2 separate regions of the Rattus norvegicus genome follow, and region 2 is linked to region 1. Evidence: chromatin contacts called from public Hi-C data. All regions are on one chromosome and are shown on one strand. The core of a region is the stretch at or near the end of the contact, and the rest is flanking DNA. Distances in the headings are between cores, read along the strand shown. Region 1 holds the start of Pik3r1 (phosphoinositide-3-kinase regulatory subunit 1). Region 2 overlaps LOC134485588 (histidine-rich glycoprotein-like).

Region 1 (6,333 bases), core at 1,711-4,210:
TTTTACTGGGGTGAGTTTCAGTATGTCCTAGAAGGCCCAGGGTAATCATTCTCAACCCCCAGCATACAAATGGCTTGGAAAGTTTCCTAAAATACCACCCCCCCGCCCCCTTATACTCCAGTCTGACGTTTTTGGTTTAGGGAAGACAGATAACTTATATTCCAGTAAATTCCAATGAGATTCTCATAGTACTGGCTATCTGGAGGTTTTGTAGAAATGAAGGGAAAGCTCGTGGCACAGGGGCCCCCTTTGTCTTATGATATCAGTCTCTTGCTTTAGAACAGTTACCTTTTGTGTTTCCAGATAAGATTTTGCTCAGGAAAAGGTTACCAAAAAACCACAAGCTTAAGGCTAGAAACTTGTCACGCAAGGGTAAGTACCTGAGTTCAGATCCCTAGCTATCATATAAATGCTGCGTGGGCATGGGGGCTCGACTGTAAATCCCAACCTACAATGTGCAGAGGCAGAAAAATCTTTGGCACAAACTGGCTAACTTTACTGTCTGATAGGGTGCTTCAGGTTCACGTGGGAGACCCTGCCTCAGTACATCATGTGGAGAGTGAAGAAGACTCCATTGTTAAGTCTATGTGTGTGCCCGCACATCATGTCTACACGTGAAATAGTGAAATATATACATATATATATATATGCGCACATAGGCACCCACTCCAAGTATAAATATTCTTATTGTTTTGCTATTGCTTTTAATATGTAAAATATATGGGAAACGGAAACAAAATATCATACCAGTGATGGGTGGGAAGGTATCAGTTTGATACAAGTGAAACAGATGGATCATTTGGTGCCTTTGTATGGAAAATTTATTTTCATTTCACGTGACCCTCTTTGGACATATTTGTGTGTTGTGTTCAATTATAATGAAAAAAAAAGTCACAGAAAGTGTGAGTGCATGATCAATTGCTGAGGACTTTTCTGTAAGGGGAGGTGCGATTGGGGATTATACACTGTTTTATGGCTGAATAGTAAACTCTGTTGGAGCCTCTTTCCAAGACTCTAGTGAGCACCGAGGGAGGAGAGAGCTAGAAATGCTTGTGTTTTCAGCTTCTTCAGAGGAGAGGGAAACTAAGGAAACCATTTGTGAACGTTTTGTTACTTTAGTCTTCTTGGTTTGGATTGGGTCCAAGGACTTCTACCACAGGAAACGCACTATTGCCTTCTCCCAGTAGGTTCATCGTTTCACAGACTGCAAAGAACGTACCCTGCTATCTTGGGTTCTAATTGCCATGACTGAATATTCTGACTGAAGCAACTTAGAGGAGAAAACGTTTAACTCGCAGTTCAGAGTAGTCTACCATCGTGGGTAAGTCAAGGCCACCGGAACTTGAATGAGTTGTTCACCTTATGGCCTCGATCAGAAAATGCTTGCATGCATGGTACTCACTTTGCTTTCTTCATTCGTACAGAACAGAATTTCCTGTCCAGGGAGTGATTCTACTCACAGTTAAGATGGATCTCCCTTCACCAATTAGCATAATATTTAGGGAGATTCTATAAAGACTGGGCTGGCTTGAACTTGAGACTATGGCCCCGGCTTCAAAGGACTGGGATTACAGGTGTTTGTCACCACATCCTGAATGGTAGGCCAATTCTTAAATGTGATGTGGGTGGCACACTGCTTTTTTTTTTTTTTTTTTTTTTTTGGTCTTTAATAGATACCAAGGTTAACAGAAACATTAACACCTCAATGGTGTGCTGAGATCTCTGTGGTTAGAATGGGAGTCACTTTTAAACCTGATTGCATTTGCTAAACATAAACTCTGAATTTCATTTTCCCTCCCTCTACTCCCAAAACTCACAGTGATATACTATCAAATTTAGAATTTGGTAATAGACTAAGTACTTGGTTAAGGAAAAGAAGTATTGTCAGAACACTGGAGAATAGATGCGAAAGGGAACTTTTGGGCAAGAAGGGTGGGTGGCTATAGGTTACTGAGCTACAAAATAAGCCATGTTTTGGGAGCAAATCTTTAAAAGTCCATGAGGTTCTGAACGTTTTTATGAGGACAAAACATGGGCTAGCATCTTTTCTTATCAAGGAGAGGTTGAGTCAATATCACTTTTTTTCTTGAGCAGCTTCCATAGTGGTTTCTACTCCAAGGATCTATATTTTTACATTTAAGAAACATGGACTTCATTTGAGCTTCTCCAGCCTATCGGAAGCATGAGAAGGCGGTGGACTGGCTCAATGACCTACATTGGCTCTGCCTTGCAAAGACTGCCAGAGATCATCCGGTGAGTCCTCCTCACAGAACTCTCTTTCTCCTCTAGGTCCCGCCTTGGTTCCTGGAGGCAGCGGTGCCAGGCGGCTGCAGGCTGCGGGCACTCGTTGCTCCAGCTCACCCTTTCACCCCTCCTTCACCCCGGGAGTGCCACGCCGGGTGGCGCGGTTTTTCTGACCACTAGGGAAGCTGGGCAGGCGAGGCCAGGAATTACAGGGCCTCCCCGCTTTGGCGAGCCCTAGTATCTGCATCCTCCTGAAGCCAGCCACTGTGCTCTAGCGGATTCGAAAGAAGCAGGGTCTCGCAGGCAGCAAGTCGGGCCCCAGGGAGGCCTGAACTATTTCCCACCTCTCCCAATCCCCATTTGAACTTCCAGCTTCGGGCCTGGGAGACGCCCCGCAGCCGAGCCAGCCTCCAGCGCGCAGAGTTAGAGCGCTCCGTAGCGGAGGGCGAGCGGTCCAGTCGCCCGGGGCATCCCCGTGCCGGGGGCGGAGGCGAGGGCAGCGGGGGGCGGGGGGCGGGATAGGGTCTGCAGCACGGAGTGTAGCGGCTGGACCCTTGTAGCCCGCCCGGAGACTGGCAGAGGCGGAGGGCGCGGCTCGGGCGCCGGGGGCGGGGTCTCTGGTGCTGATTGGTGCGTATCTGGGGGCGGGGCGTAGGGGCGGGCTCGGGGTGGGGCTGGCGCCAGGCGCTGGAGCTGCGGGCTCAGGGCGAGGAGTAGCTAGCAGCTGGAGCCGAGTTGGAGGAAGCAGCGGCAACGGCAGCGGCAGCAGCGAGGACGGCTGTGCAGCCAAGGAACCGGGACAGCTAAGCAACGGCCGGTCGTAGCTGGATCGAAGGAACCTGGGAGCTGGGAGCTTGAGAGGCCGCTGAAGCCCTGGCCGGGCAGAGGAAGGAAGCGAGCCGACCCGGAGGTAGGCGGCGGCGGCGGGTCCCGGTGTGCCCGGGAGGGGGAAGCGGTGCGAACGCGCACGGCTGCTGCTCTTCCTGTCACAGCAGCCACTTCTGCTGGCGAGCCACTCAAGGGGAAGCGAGCCGGCTGCCAGCTCCTAGTCGCCAGCATCTCCCGGCCACTGGGAAGCCTTCTCGGGCCAGTAACCAGCTTGTATGGTCGCGGCCACCTCCTGCTTTCATTTCCTCCGTGCTACCCCGGGCCGGCTCTGCTAGTCGCCGGGCGCGTTCTGTCCCGGAGTTGCCAGCGGTCGCCGGCTCCCCTCCTCCTCCGTCACCTCGCGCTTCCGAGGGTCTCCGATCGCCCTGCAGGTTTCTGAAGCCGGGAGCGCGCGAGGAGGGCGCCTGGAACGCTGCCTTTGCGTTAGCGCGGCATACCCTCCCAGGCCCGGCAGTCGCAGCCCGGGTCTCCGGCTGGGCTGGGCCACAGTGGTCCCCGGAGCTCGCCCCCAGCCCCCGCCCTCCGAAGTTTGCCTCCCTCCTCTTCCGGGGTGGGGGAAGTGCGCCTCGGGGCGGCCGGTGGCTGGGGCTCTAGCTTGGCGTCTGGCGCCCGCCGGGCTTGGGCAGGTTGCTGGAGGCATAATGAGTGGGATCCTGGCACCGCCCGGAAATCCAGCTTTTCCTAACGCGGGGCGACCCTGGAAGGACCTGCCCAGCAATAAGCTGCCGGCCAGGGAGAACCGGCCCGCGTGCAAGCCGGAGCTAAAATATCTGGGGGAATTGTCTGCAAGCCACTTCCTTCCCAAAGGCAGAAACTGCCCGGCAGATCACGAGACAAAGAGAATAGAAACGCTCTGGCCAGGCACGCATGTACAGAAATGCATTTTGGTAACCAGCTTTCGCGCACAATAACGCAAGGGTGTGAGCGGAGTGGCTGTGACATGTTGAATGCTGTGTGCCGGCACTGGATTCAGGGGAATTCTGCTCCCGGCGCTGGTAATACTGGAAAGGTCTCACTTCCACCGTTAATTCTTGAAGGAGCTGCAGGCTCTATTGGTGTATTGGTGTGAATTTATGCTTTATTTCGGGGTTTGATGATTTTAGGACTTAATTCCCCCCCCCCTTTCTTTCCCTCTCTTTTCCTTTGTCAGACAGTGTGAAATAGGAAAGGATGAAGCAGTTCCGGGTTTTGAGTGTAGCATGAGATTGTCATTTCAGTGAGATCGAGTTTCAAGTTTTAGGTGGTAGGGTTACTCACAAAGCTGATTGACCTAGGCTCTTTGTGCAAGCCTATCTTAATATTTCATTAGCTTGTGTTCCATGTTGAGCACTTGAAAGATGGTAAATTATGAGCTGAGAAAGCTTGTAGTAGGCAGATGGGTTTATTTCTGCCACAGATAGCAGATTCGTAGATTTCTAAAGTAGATATCATTAAGACTTCAGGGCCTTTTGCACAGGTGAGAAGTTCATGCAGCTTTTGTCACTGAGCAAAAGCCCCCCCCCTCTCCCCCCTTCTCTCTTTCCCTCCCTCCCTCTTTCTCTCCCTCCCTCCCTCTCCAGTTGCACACAAGTAGATCATTTTCTTAGGCACACAAGTTGCTTAAACTTTGGAAAACACGTGTTTTTGCTTATTACCAAGAAAATGATCCTGGTTTTTCTTGCACCTCCCGTGGTTGAAAGGCAGGTTTAAATGGGGAGTGGGGGGGGAGAGCTCCTTGCCTTGCAGAAGTTCTGTGCTGGCTGCCTTCCTCTAAGTGCTAAGTGCCTGTTGCAGGCCACGCTACTTTTCCATAGCAATCTGTCAGTTTTTATGATTTGAAGAAAGTTGGATGGAGCTGATGCTGGCTCTCAGGCTGTTGTGGGAGTTTGCTTTTAACTTTCATCTTGCACCGGGACCTGTTCCTAGTTGCATAACACAACGCCACCATGTGCACGCTGTTATCTACTGTTTTATTTGTGTTTTTATGATAGCATTCTGCTTTTTCACATCTGGGATGCGCTGTAGTCATGTTAAAGAAAAAAAACCAGTATTTCACTGCCCACTGACTTGATTTATTGTTTTCTTTAGTGCTTGCTCTTGCTCTCTCTCTCTCTTTCTTCTCTCTCTCTCTCTCTCTCTCTCTGTGTGTGTGTGTGTGTGTGTGTGTGTGTGTGTGTGTGTGTGTGTGTCTTTGGTACATTTCTAGTATAAAGTTAGATTGGGAAAACTGAGCAGTCGAATACATTATGAAAATATGTACTTAGGCTGCTGATGGTGGGTGGTGTGCACGTATCTTTTGGAAATGTTAATTACACCTAACCTGATTGGTACACCCCTTACCCTTTTTTTTTCTTTTATTAAATATATATTAATTGTATACAGCAGTGGGTTCGGGGAACATTTTTATACACGCAATATACATTTTTATACATTTTGTTCATATTCATTCCTCCTTTAGCCTTTTCTTGTCTCTCTTCCCCTCTCAAGCTAACCTCTGAAAAGGCTTCAAGTCTTAAGTTCAAGTTTATTCAACTTACACAGACTTTGAACCCTTAAACGGTTCCTGAGAACACTGTGGGACTTTGAGTTTGTTGTATTGATTGAGATTTCCTTTCTGCCCCCTTTTCCCTAAGTAGTTCAGTAAAGCGTTGTAAAAGGCATTCACTTTGAGAACATTATCCACAGAACTTGCTAAAATAGGAGCAATTCTGGTCCAGATTTTACTGTGTTTGCATTTTTGACTTGCAAAATGTGTTTTATTGGATAAGGAGATAGTGAATGTGAGTCAACTGGGGAAAAAATGGTTTTATGGTCAGGTTGTCTATACAAGCTGAGCCAATGTTTGCATGTGAGCTTTTACTTTTAATCTCTCATGAATAAGGTGTACACATGCAGAAGAAATTAGCTCCTATCAGTCTGTTAGGCATATTAGACAGGTCAAGCACAAAGCCCCCCTTGCATGGTGGGCAGGGTTTTGCTAGCTAAGGCAGGAAAGCAAGCATTCTGATAAAGGCAAGTGATTTCAATAAGAGTATTGGCAAAACCACGACCTCCCTCCCCCCAAAAAAATTTCCATTAGAGAGGAGACAAATGAGACTTTAAAAATTGCAATAAATGAGTGCTTTTGTAAAAAAAGATACAATTTACAGCTGTCTTTAAAAAAAAAAACTGACAGTTGAGTTTGGTGGCACAGGGCTTGAGAGGTGGAGGTGAACAGCTCAA
Region 2 (6,333 bases), core at 2,326-4,825, 40 kb before region 1:
ACAATATTTCCTTTGGGAATAGAGATCATAATTGCAATGAAGTTGACCACTTAGTAAAAATATTGTTTTTATCAGAAGCTTTCTAATGTTGGAAGATTGTTCACCTTTATTTGTAACTGGATTTTTGTCAGGATTCTCCTGCTTACCTCCTGGGGTAGGTTGAGGGTGGAGGCATATTCTGCAGAATTTTAAGTCTCTTGTGCTGAATTTATGAAATGTATGTTTCTGAAGTTATGAACTAGGAAGCTTCACCTTCCCAGTCCATAAATGTATGCTACAATGTTTAAGAATAAAAGTGTATTAGACTTGCTTCAAAATAATGAAGGGAGAAATGTGTAAGGGAGTGCATGAAACGGGAACGACCTTGAGTTGACAATTGTCATAACTGAGCAATGGGTACAAGGGGCTCACGGTGTGATTCTCTCGTATCTGTGTATGCTTGTACTTTTCTTTTTTTCCTAACAGAATTTTGGATTTCTTTTTCCAAAAGACTATGGACTAAAGCATCGTCCCTTGGCATTATGCAGCGACTACACAATCCCTGACTGAAGGTCCCAGCTGGAGAGCCAGTGGTGTCGTCCTGGCTGGAGTCCCATTATTTTCATTGGCCTTAGATGAATGACCAGGAACGAACGCTGGTAAGCAAGGAAGTAGATTTAGCTAATGCATAGAAGGAAAATGATTGTTTTTCCTTTAAAGAGTTTTCCTAATTAAAATCTCAAGTTTTTGATGTCTGGAAAGACACTAGCCCCCACAGATTAGAGAATCTGCAAAGTCCTGGCACCTGACATTCATGGCTTTCAGCCAGAAGCCGTGAATGATTGCAGGAGCGTCTTTCTGCTGTTTAATGTCAGCAGCCATTTTGCCTTTATTCTTCGCTTCAGCTTTGAACACCAATTAAATGGTGTTGAGTGTGGCAGGTGCTTTCTTCCGTCTTTGCAAATGTCTTTTTTTTTTTTTTTTTTTTTAGACCAATTACCCCTTCAGCATTTAACCTGGAAGAACGAACCGAGAGTCTCCACTATTGGTGTGTGGTCAGTACTGTCAAAGGAGCAGAGACTTAGAAGTGCTGCCTAAAAGTTTCCTTCTTTTTTTTTTTCCCCTTCCCACCTCTGTCTCCATGGAGATGAGGTCAGAGGCCACAGGGAGCTAGCAGAGAGCCAGCAGCTGAGAATGAGAAGGCTCACTTAGAGAGCTCAGCTGAAAGCTATAAACTCCTTTACAAAGACCAGCTGAGTCTGTTGGCTTCAGCATCTGAGGTGTTTTTTTTTTTTCACTGATAAATAGGGGGCTTTTTGTTTTTGTCTCTTGGGGTGTAACAGGGGGAGAAGAGGTGCAACTGAGTAAAAATCAGGTTTGTCTTTACAATTAGGCTTAGTCTGTCAATCAATGGAGAAATAATGTGCAAACGTAGAAAAATCCCCTAAAAGGTGGACTTCCATTTAATTAATACCTTTAAATAATACTGTGCGCGAAAAACTAAACCATGTTTGACCTTTGTTCTTTCAAGCTGGCCATTCTCATCTTCATTGCATACTGTCGATTGTAAATGGTTTTGTCTGATGGAACGCCACATTAATGCAATTCAAAATGACCGGTAAAAAACAAATCTGAAGGTACAGGCGGTTGGTCTCGTCCCATAAACACTTGCATGAGTTAAGGAACAGTTTACTGTCACCCTTGTCTCTCTCCAACTGTGGTCACTGTATGTCTGAGCTCTGTCCCTACCGTTACGGGAGAAGATGAGGGAGACAGAAGAGGGAGAGAGGAAGGGAAGGCAATAACTAATTTACTTCCTATGGCTTGAGATGAGTCACCACTTAAATATGTCAAAAGACTTTATCCCTTTTATTTATTGTATCGTTTTACACATTAACGGCTAGACATTTATTGAAACAATGTAAAATGTAAATTTAGGTTTGAGAAAACCCAACTGAGTCCTTATTAAAAGAAGATCTTAAAAAAAAAAAAGGTTTCTCTTTTGAATATACTTTCCATTTTTGCCACATATCTTTAAAGCTCACAGCTTATAAAGTCAGCGTTATTCTCAAGTACGTTTGCAAAACTCTCGTTTCTCTTACATTAAAGGAGTCAGTTGTTAGCTTTAGCCTCCAGTCACACAAGCACTCCAAAGTTTCTAGAAAGTAGTTTCAGCAAACATCAGGACTACAGTCTCTCTGGGTGCTGTGAGTTCTCTCTTTTCCCTTGTCTTCTGTTGGGGCTCCCCACCTCCCAGCCCCCGCCCCACCCACCAGGCTCGCCACTTGTCACACAGCCTTTTCTCCTGTCTGTGCTGAGCCTTCTCTGTCTTCAGGGGAGCCCTCACTGTCTTGAGCTGAGCCCTCTCTGTCCCAGGCTGAGCTTTTATCCCACTTCCCTCTGCTCTCAGAAGTGAAACAGAACATCGTGTTCCCAAGCTACCCAGCACACAGGCCTCAGGATGCTGCCAAGTTCACAGCTGACCAATTGGCCTACTTTGGAGGACTTGCATTTATAAAATTTACAACCTTTCTTTCCACTACCCATCCTCACCCTCGTCCCCGTGAGCGCAATAAAGACTGTGTCAAATGCACTGATAAATCAAGAGCCCTTTGGTTTTGTTGCAACAAAACGGGCAGGCAGTTCTTTTCCTCTTCCGTGGCTTCCAGCCCTGCCAGTCACTCCAGAGTAAACGGAAAACATTGGCTGATGTGGTACGCAGAGACATTTGGAAGCAGCTGCCTCTGAATTCGTTAATTCATTTCTAAAGAAATATGCTGATGAGATGATATGCTCTTCAATCAGGGCAGGGGGCTGTCCATCTTTTAATTTCTTTCCAAAAACAGTTTCAGGCAAACTGGCCCTCTTCCCATTTAGAAGACAGGCTTGTGTCTGCCTTTTCCACCGAGGTCGGGATAGGCAGCTTTGGGAGACCTAAGTGCTTTGAGCATCCTTGTTTGGCTTTTCAGTAGATTCAAGACCAAGTAGGAATGAGAATTTAATAGCGTTGCTTTCCTTTGGTTTGGTTTGAGTTTTTGCCGTTTTTAAGAAGATAAAGGAATTGTTTCCTCTTGGAGCCAGTGGTTTCTTATTAATTATTCATCCGGTTCTGCTCATTAAAATCTATTTTTCTCTTAAGGGCAGACCCAGGTTTTCATGAAGCTGGTAAAACATGGCACCTTTGTTATGACCAAGGATGTAGATGTCTATTTCAAAATGAATAGGAAAGTCACAACTTCTTACAAATAGTAAGAGGCACCGAGAAGATGGCACAAACAATATCTTTGCATTGAGTAACAGGTGTTGCTTTTATTACAGTTTAACTGCTTGACTCACTTTTAATTTTTTTTTTTTTTTTTTTGTAATTCGTACTCTTCTGTTCCTTCATGGCAAGAACTGTATAGTATCTGCCTTTCGTCTGGCAAGCTAGATGAATTTATTTATTTATTTATTTATTTTTATTTATTTATTAATTATTTGGTTATTGGTGGATTAGAAAAGGTCCTTTGCCTTCAGAGCTCACTAGTCACAGCACAGCTGAGAGAGTCTCCTACTCCAGGGTGCTTCACTAGAAAGGTCCCTTTGATCTCTCTGGGCAGAGCTCCAGACACCCTTTGGCCATAACTTCAGTGACTGGCCTGGTCCTGTTGGGTGACCTCGGTGGGAGAACAGGGCACAAAACATTTGTGGCAGAACCTGGGTCTGGAGGGCCTTGGCAGAGGGATACCCATCTCACTCCAAGCCTTCTTTGTTGGTGCCAAAATTGGATTCCAGACTCTTGGGCAGGCAGAACATGGTACAGGGAAGAAAACTGCACGGAGTTCTGGGAGAGCACATCTGCCCTGCTCATGCTGTCCCTAAGTGGGAATGGGCTCTTAATATCCATTCTCCTCACCCAGGCACTGACAAGGACACACAGAACCCAGAATGGAGGTAGAGTGAGAGGCTTAGAGCTATTAAATACCACAAAATTCTCCTCCTTCAGTGATGGCCATAGAGTAGATGTTTCTGAAACTGAACATGGAGTGGAATTCTCTAGATGAAATGCCTCCTATTTAACCGGAAAAGTTTAAGTTTCATAGAAGAAGACAATGATTTTTATCTTCCTGTTTTGCTATTAAATTCTCACCATTTGAACAAGTAACAAGTCTTCCTCTGAGTGTGTCTCTGTGTGAGGAGGGGACCAAAATTAGTTAACAATGTGTTTGTTTTCCAGGGTTAAAACAGGGGGCAGGGGGACTAACAGAAAGCCACTAACTGTTGTTCACTTTGTGTCTTCATCCGTTCTAGAGATGCTTGCTTTTTACATCATCCAAGCCCCTCTCCATTGGGGTAGGACAACAAAGCAGAGTTTAAGCATTCAATCACTTGGCATCCATACTCCATTACTGCACAGATAGTCAAATGTCAAGGCCTTTAGCCTGGGATTCTTCTAGTTGGGGTGTAGCGGCTGAACTTTTTCAGAGTCAAAAAGGTTTTGACCCCCTTTTAAAGCCAAAGTTGATGGTTATTAAGAGAAGAATCTTGGAAATACAAACACATTTTCTTGCTTCCAGAGAAGGCTGAGATGATCCTTTTTTGACCCATGAGGAAAAAAGTAACAGCATGGTCAGTATGGGGGTTGTTAACTGTCTGCATGATGTGGTATGGCCGTCTACATTCAGATCTCATGAAATTCATAGATAATACCATGTATTAATGAGTACATGAGCATGTACACGTTTGTGGACACACACACACGAACACACACACACACACACACTCAAATAAAATGTACCAAAATGAAGTTCTCCCTCAAAATAAGTATCTTAGTCTATTTTGACTGGTATATTTTAAACTATCTTAGATGGGGTGACATATTAATAACAGAATATGTGTCTCACAGTTCTGGAAGCCTTAGGTGGACAGTCTGAGACAAAGATAATGACAGATTTAGGTTCTGGTTAAAACCCTTTTCCTGGTCCACAGAGGGAATATCACCGTGCCCTCACAGGGCAAAGAAGACAGAGGCTCATTTTTGAGTCTTTCTTGAGAGCTCCACAATCATGAGGTAATCTCCAGAAGATTCTGCCTCCTACTATCCCCTCAGGTGGGCAAAGTTTTTTAACCTATGCATTTCAGAGGGAGGTAAACATGCAAACCATGGCAATACGTTTTGGGATTTTTTTCCCCATCTGCTGCTCCATCATCTCCTATGTCTAGCAGTGCGATACTTGAGAGTTCTGTCTTTATAACATCTAGAACCGCTGTGTGTGGTGCGAAGGCAAAGTTGGAGAGTCCGATGGTCAAAACCATCTTCTAGGAGGAACTTGATACTGGTCTTGTGCTGAGCACCAAGTGGGAGCTTGAAGAATACTTAAATTGAAGCAGCTCAAAGGCTTTGGCTCTCTTAATCTCTGACTGCCTACACAGGACTGCTAATCTACTCCCTTGTTCTCTTATTCAGTTATCACACATGAGAGAGACCACTGTTCCACATAAAGCCCCTTTCTCAGAGGTGCTTGTTGATAAATGAAACACGGCCCACAAAAAAACACAAAACAAAAAAGAGAAGGGGGAGGAGGAGACGAGAAAAGAAAGAAAGCAAACAAAAGACAATTGGAGGAGCTGATGAAGTTCAGTGGAGAAGGCCAGTGAACACAGAAGACACAGAAGGACCCAGGATTTATTTTTTAGCTCAGGGTTCTACAGGTCAGAAATATCACACGAGTAGCTGGTCTGCTTAGGATCTCACGGTGCTAAAGCGAAGGTGTCAGGCAAGCTGTGCACTCATCTGGAACTGGCATCACATCCCGAGCTCACATGGTTGGGATAGATAGAATCTGCTCCTTGAGATTGTAGGTGTAAGTTCCTTGCTCACTGCTAAGTGTTCTAAGAGCCAAGAAGCTGCCTGCTTGTCCTACGGACCTCCCCATGCCCAATCAAGTAGAGGCCAATCATCTCTCCCTTGTATCCAATCCCTCTCCCCCTTCAAACTCCTTTTGAAATCTCCTTTCAAAAACATTGACCTTTACAGGCCCATCTCACCAAGAGTAATTCCACAGCCATGCCCTTTGATTTGGGCATCTGAGTTACACTGTGCAAAACTCCTTTGCCACATGACAATCTCTGGAGCAGTGGTTCACCGTGTCACTGGCAGAACTCACACTCGGCAGATAAGAATTGTACAAGAGCATCACTGAAGTCAACTTGAAGTTCTGCTCGCTGCACATAGCATGAGCGTTATCCACCGAAGGAGATGATGTATTAAGAGCTATGAGAACTCAGAAGGACAGAAGCAACTATGTCTAGTGGGATAGAATTTGTATGAAACAGTGTTTCTCAACCTTCCTAATGCTGTGACCCTTTAATACA

The links. Hi-C and Micro-C count contacts between places; a contact is called where the count stands out from the background.
Region 2: a contact with region 1 is called in a Hi-C map of kidney, with 2.9 times the contacts expected there. The contact joins the enhancer-like site here to the promoter of Pik3r1 in region 1. A contact is called at or near these places in 2 of 12 Hi-C or Micro-C datasets (kidney and liver).

What each region holds. Positions count from the first base shown.
Region 1 is chr2:34,694,287-34,700,619 of GRCr8, reverse strand. Pik3r1 (phosphoinositide-3-kinase regulatory subunit 1) reads left to right here and starts at 2,960. Exons shown (of 16, transcript NM_013005.2): 1 at 2,960-3,154. It overlaps LOC134485588 (histidine-rich glycoprotein-like), which reads left to right. Exons shown (of 5, transcript XR_010063724.1): 4 at 1-1,321; 5 at 1,425-1,563.
Region 2 is chr2:34,735,358-34,741,690 of GRCr8, reverse strand. It overlaps LOC134485588 (histidine-rich glycoprotein-like), which reads left to right. Exons shown (of 5, transcript XR_010063724.1): 3 at 491-638. Among named protein-coding and RNA genes, the nearest start is that of Pik3r1, 41 kb to the right of the region's middle. Within about 2 kb of position 3,575, at least 40 of the 93 cell types and tissues checked have an H3K27ac peak or open chromatin away from gene starts, as enhancers often do. A contact at or near this core is called in kidney and liver, where this site is marked.